2 separate regions of the Mus musculus genome follow, and region 1 is linked to region 2. The links are chromatin contacts, called in public HiChIP or PLAC-seq maps. All regions are on one chromosome and are shown on one strand. The core of a region is the stretch at or near the end of the contact, and the rest is flanking DNA. Distances in the headings are between cores, read along the strand shown.

What was found. HiChIP or PLAC-seq counts read pairs in DNA pulled down with a chosen protein or histone mark.
Region 1: an H3K4me3 HiChIP or PLAC-seq map of embryonic basal ganglia shows a contact between it and region 2, with 4 times the contacts expected there. The contact joins the enhancer-like site here to the promoter of Anapc4 in region 2. A contact is called at or near these places in 1 of 39 promoter capture datasets (hippocampal neurons), 1 of 15 datasets of contacts at CTCF or cohesin (stem cell-derived epiblast-like cells), 1 of 484 Hi-C or Micro-C datasets (nephron progenitors), 4 of 115 datasets of contacts at active chromatin or transcription factors (cardiomyocytes, embryonic basal ganglia, embryonic stem cells and 1 more) and 1 of 9 other capture datasets (embryonic stem cells).

Annotation. Positions count from the first base shown.
Region 1 is chr5:53,138,263-53,143,705 of GRCm38.p6, forward strand. Sel1l3 (sel-1 suppressor of lin-12-like 3 (C. elegans)) reads right to left here. Exons shown (of 24, transcript NM_172710.3): 14 at 1,546-1,608. Among named protein-coding and RNA genes, the nearest start is that of Sel1l3, 72 kb to the right of the region's middle. Within about 2 kb of position 1,504, at least 29 of the 459 cell types and tissues checked have an H3K27ac peak or open chromatin away from gene starts, as enhancers often do. A contact at or near this core is called in embryonic basal ganglia and hippocampal neurons, where this site is marked.
Region 2 is chr5:52,831,771-52,836,988 of GRCm38.p6, forward strand. Anapc4 (anaphase promoting complex subunit 4) reads left to right here and starts at 2,365. Exons shown (of 28, transcript NM_024213.2): 1 at 2,365-2,622; 2 at 3,908-4,013. The coding sequence starts at 2,494.

The DNA.
Region 1 (5,443 bases), core at 254-2,753, 310 kb after region 2:
CCAGCATGCCCTTCACATTCATGAGAACTGGGTTGCAGCAGGATGTTTGTGTCTGACTCCTGAGCTGGCTTGGGATGGTTTCTAGGTGACCCCGCCTGTCCATCTGTTGATTTTTCTGCCCTAAACACCAAGCTTTGGTGCTCCGAGATGAGTTGGCATCCCCAGCTCTGATGGGACTCGGGGTCTAATAGGGGCTGGAGCAGCAGGGAGGGAAGAGAGGGATGGATTCAAAACTGAGCTGGTAATGTGGGCTCTAAGGAAGGGGCTGCTTAAGTCAGCCTGTGTTCTAGCATCCTTGTTCCTACTGAGTGCATGTGATGGTAGACTGTGAAAGCTTGGTTATCTTACAGGACAAGAATAATCCTGAGAGACGCTCCTGCTTTGCCATAACATGTCTGGTATACACCGAGCTCTTAGTGAGTCCTTGCTGAATGAAAGAGCGAGAGCCACACAGCATTCCAGGGCACAGAGGCTCTGAAAAAATCTGCTTTGTAATCTGAAATAAGGCAGGCTGAAGGGGAATTCACCACTGGGTAAGGGCGGAGGACTAAGAGATGCACATTTCACATCTGCCCCAACAAGCCTCACACAACCCCACCTGAGGATGTCCTGAACACAGTAAATGCAGTGACCATCATTGAACTGCGTATCTATGTCTGTGCACCCCTTGGGTACGCACATAAGAAGCGGGATCACGTGCACTGCTAGTACCTAGATAGAAAAGCCTTCTCTGAATCTCTTACTCCCTGCTGCAACTTTCCGGTCTAAAGGGCAGGATGCTCTGAGCTTCCCCAAGGGAAAAAAAAGTTGGGAGAAAAGTTAGCATGATGGAGTTTCAGAAGCCTTGAGAACAAAGGACTAGCCAGGGACCAAGAAGAGCAAGAGAGTCCCCTGACAAGTGAAGAATCAGTGACTTCTATGAATCTATTCATTTGTGTGTCTACACACAGGTGCAAGCATGCATGCATTTGGACATGAAGTCTGCACACATGTGTGTGCATGTGTGCACCTGCTTGTGTCTTATTCAAGTGCTATTGTGGCCTCCATTCTGCAGGGTTCTATTGAAACCAGCTGACTGAAGTATAAATAGTAACAAAGGCATACTAATCACAGAGCTCTGACCTTGGTGAGAGCAGCCCCTCGAAGCACAAGAAGCAAACGGGAACCGGTCAGAAGAGGGTTAACTTTCCAGGAAATTAGGCTTTGGTTTTCCTAATTCAATAGCCGTTCTCCTCATTCAATTCCAAGGAGCCCCACTGCTTGTTATCAGGGCAGCTCCTGATTATAATTTTAGCCTTCAAACAAAATCAGCCCGGATTCTATTGGTGGCAAGGTACATTGAGCCTTTGAACGGTGCTGTCCTCGTTGTGGCAAGATTATGTGTGTGTTATAACTTAAAAATGACTAGTTGCTGCGCCGGGGGACCCCTCCCCACCCCTCTCCCACCTCAGCTTTGTGGAAGAAAGCTGGCCATTTGCTTGCAAGGCTTTCTGAGAGCGTGGGCGTGAGAGGAGCTGTTTCCTCCTGACAATATGCACGGGTTACCTTGGAAGCAGCTTTCTTCATGAGCTCTAAGGCGAGCCGTCTGTTCTTTTTAACTCCTTGACCCTAAACATTGATAAACAGCAATGATTATGAGAAAAATAAACCCCGAATCCTCACAGGCATCACAGAGACTCCAGCATTCAATAGAAAATACTTACATATAAACCCTGAACCTTTAAAAGGCAAAACAAAACAGAACACCCCCCCACCCCCATACTCTTAATCAGTTCTAGACTCAGCAGTATTTCAAGACACCATTGTTATCATCATCATCATCACCGCCACCACCATCATCACCATCATCTCGCCCACATTTGTGGAACAGCCACGAGCCCCAACTTCTCGCTTCATCAGCCATCGATCACCTCCATTGATTGTGGTGAGAGCTGTGTCCCTGTCACTCATACATGCTGGGGAGGGGGTTGAATCTGTGAGGCAGGTTGGATGGATTTGGTCATCCTGGGTGCTTTCCTCTGGGGTTATCTAATTTGACACCCAGATAAAACATGTTATCTGTGTTGAAACAGTCAAGAGTCATTGGCTCAGGTCCCTGAGGGATGACGCGCAGTGACTTCTGACTCAGTTTGAGAGTGTACTGAAAAAGAGGAAGGACCCTGGGAAATCAGTTGCCTGCACCTGAGGCAAGAGGCAGAAGCTAAGAAGTTTCCTTCTAGCAAATGTGAGACTTCCAGAAGAGGTGACTTGTTCCCTGTATAGAGAAATAGGCTTTGGTGTTCTTGTTGCAAAAAGCACCTAGCTCAGGCGTATAGAGGACTATGTGAGGGAAATGGTGTATCCGTGAGTGGGGACTGAAAGGGTCCCTGAGGTCTGAAGATCTCCGTTGCTCCAGATTTATTCATAATCACGGGTCCCCTCTACTTTCCCAATGTCCCAGCCAACCTCCCTCAGCTTAGATAAGATGAATGGGGTCACGTGATGTGACCATGGGGAGGGCTTTCTTTGCATGAATTGGGCATCTGCTCTGTTTGGTTGGCTCTATAACAACTGGAGGTGGTGATCAACACACAGTGTGATCATGGGCCAGCACCCACATCACCACACCTAAACCTACAGGGGAGCCCCTGACATCCCCATCCACCTCAGACTTCCCAGAATTGTATGGTATGTGAGAATGGGAGGCAGGATTCGAACCCAGGAAAGCAGACTGAGCCTCAGACCACCATACTTCACTTTCTACTATGTATTTTGGTTCTATTCTGAGAAACTAAAATGACCCCTAACTTCCTGCATGGTATGAGAAAGACACAGTGTTTGCTTAGCTCTATAGTTTTCAGGATCTCCAATAGAAGTAGAAATCAAACCAAAGGTTGAATTCTACCCAAGTTTCTACTGGACCCCAACTTACTTATTTAATAAAACCAAACCAAAAGGTAGGATGAAAATATTTTTCACAAGTATGTTTGTGCTGGATAGTTTATGTCAACTTGGCACAAGCTAGAGTTATCTAAGAGGAAGGAACCTCAACTAAGAAAATGTCGATGGCCTGATGGTGGTAGCACTCAGGAGGTCAAGGCAGGTGGATCGCTATGAGTTTGAGGCCAGCCTGGTCTACAGAGCCAATTCTGGGGCAGTCAGGGCTACACAGGGAAACCCTGTCCCGACCCATTCCCCACAAAACAAAACAAAACAACAACAAAAAAGAAAATGCCTCCATAAAATCCAACTATGGGGTATTTTCTTAATTAGTGATCAATAGGGAAGGGCCCAGCCCATTGTGGGCAGTGCCATCCCTGGGCTGGTGGTCCTGGGTTCTATAAGAAAGCAGGCTGAGCAAGTCATGAGGAGCAAGCCAGTAGGCAGCACCCCTCCATGGCTTTTGCATCAGCTCCTGCTTACAGGTTCCTTTCCTGGTTGAGTTCCTGTCCTGACTTCCTTTGATGATGACTAGCAATGTGGAAGTGTAAGTCAAATAAACCCTTCCCTCCCCAACTTGCTTTTAGTCATGGTGTTTCACCACAGCAATAGAAATTTAACTAAGACAATGCCATGACGCCTTTTGATTAGTGAGGAAGAGGAAGGAGAACGCAGAAGGACACTCAGAAGAATTAGGTCAGGAATATGATAACTTTGGACCCATGCATCAGAAACAGTAGAATAATGGAACCTAGGTTCATCTTTCTCAGCTCTTTGTTTTGAAGGAGTTAACCAGGCCCAGGGTAGTTGATTTATACAAAGGCTCACGGAACTGCAGCATATCCCTGAACCCAGATATTCCCATTTCCAGGGTAGAAATATTTCCAGTATCCTTGCTAGCTAATTTAGCATTCTTGTCATCTTAATCACATAACTTCTTGCCCAAAGACTGCACCATATGCTAATCTGAGCAGTACGGAAAGTTCTTAAATGAGACCAATGCCATACACTGGCAGCGTGTGTGCTTGCTGATCAGCCTTTGAATGCAATGACAGAGGACAAACCACGTCAAAGTCAAGGCTTCACCATCAGGAAATGCCAGATGAGATACACATGGCCACCTTGGAGCCATACCTTCACTCTGGCACCATCTTTGCACGTGGGACGCTGGGCACATCTCACCTTTTCACCCAGAATGCCCATGTCCATGGGAGGCCCTTCTATGTGCACTATATTTAAAGAGAGTTCCTTGCCAGAGGTGACACTCTTCCCTGAGATGGTGATAAAGGCTTCCTGCATACTACCCAGAGATAGCTTAGCTACAATTCAACGACACTGGGAAAACACAAAAAGCTTTACAATGTGGGAAACGAGAGCCACAGTCACAGATGCGCACATGTAGAATGTGTCCCACTCTACACTGCCAGATCCTGGTGGGCAGAAACAGTGCCCAGCTCACACTTCTCCTCTGGACTTTGCATGGTGTCCAGTCCCATCCCTGGTGGGCGGGTGTCTCTCCTCAACCCCATTTCTGTCCCCTATCTTCTCCACTGTATGAGCCCTCTGAGGCCAGGGATGTGACTCATGCCTCCATATGTCCCTCCACTGAGCACCAAGCACACAGGCTGGCACGTGGCCAGCACAGAATGGATGTGTATTAGATAAACACGCTGGCATATGGAGAAGATTCAAATAATTTCTGTTGATTTGGTGCCTGGAAAGAGAAGGTCTAGGCCTCAATTTGGAAACCATAACAACCGATGGGCTCTCGGGCTCCAATTAGGATGTAGAGAGAGGATTGAGCTGTAGCAAGATCATGGTTGTCAGTGAGTGACCACAGCTGTGGATCTGGAGCTGGTCCTGGCCAGGAACACAGGTGATTTGCGGTTGTTTGATGACATTCATTTGGAGCATGGTCATAAGTAAAGACCAAGCATTTCCTTACCGAAGCCAGAGCATCTCCCCTTTCCAAGCGCAGGTCTGCAGCTATACCACCCTGAGTGTACCTGCTCTAGTCTGATCTCAGAAGCTAAGTAGGGTAAGGTCTGCTTCATACTTGGATGGGGGTCTTTTCTGAGATTAGTGATTTTATGCATCTGCATTTGGATATGCAGACCACAGATTTTAACGCCAGCCCACCCTGGATCCCTATTCCATTTCCAATATGCACCGGCTGGGTGCTTCTGTTGCTTTATATGCATAAAAGACACTAACATGACATATAGCATCTCCAGGCGATGAGAATTCAATGTTCTAGTTTATGTTACACAGGGTCCTCCATTCATCAGTGGGAACAATGGTTCTCTTGTGAAAGGCACACTCATGTTACAGTTCTCAAAGCCCGCTGGCCGTCTTGTTTCATTCAGTCTGTGATCATGAACACCACCCCAGAATACATAAGGTTCTTCAGAGCTATCCACATGGGTGTAAAGGTGGGACTCTAATAACCATCCTATGTCTCCTAGACTCTCCCCTGACCTTCCTCCAAAGCTTTTTTCAACCTGGTTCTTTATTCTCCATCTTT
Region 2 (5,218 bases), core at 1,115-3,614:
CCAATAGTTATCATATTTTACCAAATCTGGGACTTCCTTAAAGGTAGATAGATGTGTTGTGTTAATAATTATCATGTATTACTTACTATGCAGTGTGGTGTTTGTTTTATATGTAACAATAATCATATTACTAAGTGTTTGTTTCATATAAATGCAAATATTATGGCTCTAGAACTCTTACTAGAAACTATTCAAACTGGAATCACGTGAGTTAGTCTCTGGATTTCTTTCCAAAAACAGTAAGTGAAGTTGTGGGGGCATCGTGGTTTGAATATGCTTTGCCCAGGGTGTGAAATTTGGAGGTATGGCCTTGTTGGAGTAGGTATGTCACTGTGGGTATGGGCTTTAAGACCTCACCCTAGCTGCCTGGAAGTCAGTATTCTGCCAGCAGCCTTCAGATGAAGATGTAAAGCTCCCAGCTCCTCCAGCACCATGCCTACCTGAATGCTGCCATGTCCCCACCTTGATGATAATGGACTGGACTGAAATTCTGAGCCTGTAAGACAGCCCCAATTAAATGTTGTCCTTATAAGAGTTGCCTTGGTCATGGTGTCTGTTCACAGCAGTAAAAACTCTTACTAAGATTGAAGTTGGTACCAGAAGTGGGGTATTGCTGTGATAGGCCTTTTGTCTGGAAGAATGTGGATTTGGGGACTTTGGATTTGGAAAGCAGTTGAATGCTTTAAGTGGGGCTTAATGGGCTATCCTAGTAAGAATATGAAAGATTTAGTTGCTGAGATTGATTTGAACTGTTCAGAATTGGCTCAAGACGGTTCAGTGGAGGAAAGTTTCAATATGGCCCAGAAACTGTTTTTGTAGTGTTTTGGTGAAGATTGTGGCTGCTTTTTGCCTTTGTCTTAAGAGTCTACCTGAGTCTAAGATAAAGAGACTTATATTAATTGCATTGACAAAGTCTCAAAAAAGCCCAGCAGAGACCTTGTTCTCTGGTTAAGTCTCATGAAGAACATTTTAAATAAGCATAGCAAGTTTAGAAAGGAAAAATACAAAATGTGGTTCACATATTAAAGGGGCACCAGGAAGTGAAATGGAGCTGAATCTTACGTTCTAGGAAATAAAAGATTAAGGGATTGGGGGTAAGATCCCATCCAGCTAAGTTTAGATTCAGGCATGGTGGTATACACCTTTAATTCCAGCATTACAGGCGGCAGAGCCATGCAGATCTCTGAGTTCAGAGGTTCAGTCGGACATCATCAAGGTGGGAACATGGCAGCATCCAGGCAGGCATGGTGCAGGAGAAGCTGAGAGCTCTACTACTTCATATCAAGTCTGCTAGCAGCATACTGACTTCAAGGCAGCTAGGATGAGGTCTTAAAGCTCACACCCACAGTGACACACCTACTCCAACAAGGCCACACCTCCAAATGGTGCCACCCCCTGGGCAAAGCATATTCAAACCATGACAGAGGGAAACAGTTTTGATAAACAGTACTACTGATGATAAAATGTAGACTTACTTTGCTCTCCCTTCTTGCAGAGTGGTCTTTATACTTAAAACCCAGAGCAGTTGTGATCAACAGATTGACAATTGAGGTTGCCTGGGCAGTGTCTGTCCACATTTTCTCACAAAATTGAATGCTTAGATAGCCACAGAATAAATCCTGTTTCCTCTTAACTGTGGTGAGTTTGCTACAAGTCAAGAAATCATTTAAATAAGGCGAAAGAAAACACACTATTTGTCCCTGTTAGGGAGGGTGCAAGCACTTTAACAGTATATGTCTGTAGATAGGAATCATTCAGTGTTTTGTTTTCTTTTTAAATGGTGATTTCCGTCCAATGTTAACCCTCTTTTAATTTGCTAAAATGCTGCCTGATAGAGAGGTTTGTTGTTTTAAATTCTACAATGCATCCAGGGCTGAAAACGACTGTGTGCCAAAGGAGGTCCAGTGTGTGAGTCCGGAGTTTTGATTAGAGCCTAAACCTAGAACAAAAGGGATTGTGTACACAGCAGCGAATTTCTGAGCAAACGGAAAAGGCCTGGAAGGGTTCCCACACGTCCGCGTATACAGGGTTAAGGATTCCTTTGGTACTTGCTGTGCAGCGGGCAGCCCAGAGTAGGGGACCTCCGAGACACCAGAGCTCGCTCCGCCCTAGCCACGCCCAGCTACGGCCTAGCTCCGCTCCCTTCTAGCCCCGCCCTCACCCGCTGTAGCCTAGGCTAACTTTGCCCTAAGCACTCGCTCGCCCCGCCCACACGGCTCCGCCCTACATCAAGCCCCGCCCTGCGCTCTCCCCGCCCCACCGGCGCGCGGCTGCTGTGCCACTCACTTCCTCTCGCGAAGACGTCCCGGCGTCGGCGCCGGAAGCTTTCTCCGAGCGCGGAGGGCGGAGTGAGAGGGCGGGGAAGGCCGCTGGCTAGGAGTAGGCCGAGTCTGCGACTCTGGCAGGTACCGCTGCTGGCAGGGCTTTGTGCCAGAGCTTTGTGGCCGGGTGCTCCGGCGGCCTTCTCGCGCACGTCGTTGCAGGGCCGCACCCATGCTGCGCTTTCCGACCTGTTTCCCATCCTTTCGGGTGGTGGGAGAGAAGCAGCTGCCACAGGAGATTATTTTCTTGGCCTGGTCCCCCAAGCGAGACCTCATTGCTTTGGCCAACACTACAGGCGAGGTAAGTGAGCTGGTGAGAGAGGTCGCCTGGGCTGGGACCCTCGAGCCTCAGTTTCCCCTTTGGCAGACGTGGCGAATCGCACATCTCTCCTGCCCCTACATCTCAGCATGGCTGTTAACTTTAAGAGACTGTGTAAAATACTGTGCCTTCCAGACAGGATGTGTATTCCATTTCCTGTATGGCCCAGAAGAACAAATTCCCTCCAAGTTCTGCACACCCAGGACTCCAGGAATTGATTTGGCCAGGGATGCACCATCAGACCCCGCCCAAAGTTGGTTTCAGATTAGTAGAGAATGAAGATGAACTGTCAAGTCCAACTGGAAGTGTGTGTGTGTGTGCAGTTGCTACAGAGGATGCTTGGTTCCGAGGTTTTACATCTTTGTTACATCTAGCTATTTAGAAGATCTTTAAGTTGAAAGGCTGATGCCTCACAGAATTGCAGACAGAATGCGTGTGGACGTTGTCAGTTAGCATTTCTGACATTAGGAACGTGAACATGCGATATCAAGTACAACTAGATACCCATCTTTCTGTGGAGGATGACTATTACCTGACAGCCATCTTGAAAGGGTCCCATCATCCATGCCACTTAGCACCCTCACCTATGTAAAACTAGGTGGTAAGGAAGGCCTAGCACCCAGAAATGCTTAGTGTGCCAGATTGCATTATCGTGTTGTGTGGCACGGCTCTGTCTCTAAGATCCATGGCTGGTGACATAGCTAAGGCGTGGGCTAAGAGTGCAGTCATTATTGTTGTTATTTTACTATGTCACCTACATATTCATGTTGTTTGTGTTACTTCTTTTGTCTATTGTCTTGGATAGGCTTTTTAACCTTTTCAAAAAGGTAAGTTTAAAAGATACAAAAGGGGCTGGAGACATGGCTCAGCTATCAAGAGCACTTGCTGTTCTTATAAATGACCTAGGTTTGGTTCATAGCACCCACATGGTCACAACTGTCGGTAGCTTCAGTTCCAGGGAGAACTGATGGCCTCTTCTGGCCTCCTGGGGCACTGACTGCACAAATGTGGTACAAATACATACATGTAGGTGTACCTTAAAAAAAAAAAAAGAAAGAAAATATGTAGAGTACAGGACTAAGTTGGGCCTTCTGAGTTCACCCATTTCTTTGAAAATGTCTTACATTCGTTTGGACACTGTTGTTCTGTAGATTGCAAAAAAAAATACTCAAAAGTAGTAATTAAAATTTTTGTTCTGTGGGTCTAGGTTCATTTTATCTCTGCAGGTGAGTTTGCAGCTTTCTGCTATCATGTCTTTTCATCTTAGGTTTTGCTGCATCGCCTTGCAAGTTTTCATCGAGTTTGGAGTTTCCCACCAAATGAAAGTACAGGAAAAGAAGTGACCTGCTTGGCCTGGAGACCAGACGGCAAACGTATGATAATGCTACAAACGTGTATCTCTTATTTCCAAAAGGATAGTCTAAAAACAGTACTTTTTCTTGGTATATTTTAGAATTATGGTTTTGTTTCTGTTGTATAGGTCTTACTGTATAACCCTGACTGGCCTAGGACTCTTTGTGTAAACCAGAGATCCACCTGCTTCTGCCTCCCAGGTGCTGAGATTAAGGACATGTGTGGCCTACCGTATCTGGCCCTATATTAGAACTATAAGTACTAGTTTGAGACTTTTTTTTCTTATTAGAATGCTTATATTTTTCATGAAAGTCTGTTGTTGGCAGGGATAAGTCTTTAATGAGCCCTGGCTTTGTGGCAGATAGGATCAAAGTCTGAGACATTTGCAGAATAATTGGCTTTGGCTCTCTCTGCTCTCTTGTCCTACATCATTTGATCCAAGTACCATTCACCACTCATGAGTCCATTCAGTGCCATCACAGTCTTTTTCTCCCCCAAATTCAGTTAGTACTAAATGTGAGGTTCATAAATCTCCTCTATGTAAGCTACCACTCAGGAGGGGCTGCGCACTGTGACTCTACATTTCCCAAAGGTCTTTTCCTGCTGTCGTGGCTCAGATCATTCATCTTCCATGGGGGTGTGTGTGTGTGTGTGTATCTTGTTTAGTTTGTTTGTTTGTTTGTTTGTTTTTCAAGACAGGGTTTCTCTGTGTAGTCCTGGCTGTCCTGGAACTCATTCTGTAGACCAGGATGGCCTCGAACTCAGAAATCTCCTGCCTCTGCCTCCCAAGTGCTGGGATTAAAGGCTTGCACCACCACTGTGCTGTCTTGTTTAGTTTCTTAAATTGATAGTTTCTGGAGCAGTTAGTCCTAGTGTTAGAATAGTAAATTGCTATGGGCTGCAGCTTGAAGTTTATCAGGGTGTCCAGCTTGTGGTCTATAAGTCACATGGGACTCTGTATAACAATGAATATGGCCCAGCACAAAATTTTAACGTCCTCAAAACTTTGGGTTTTTTTTTTTTTTTTTTGTTTCTTTGTTTGTGGAGGGTTTCTCTATTATTATTCTTATTTTTTTTTCTTTTTTCTTTTTTTTTTTTTGTTTTTTGTAATGTGATTGCATAGTTCTCTAATGTGAACTTCATGGTTAACTACATTGTATCACTGTGGCAAAAGGTTGAGCAAGCCTGAAGGTACTTTAAGAAAAAAAATAAATTACATTTGTAA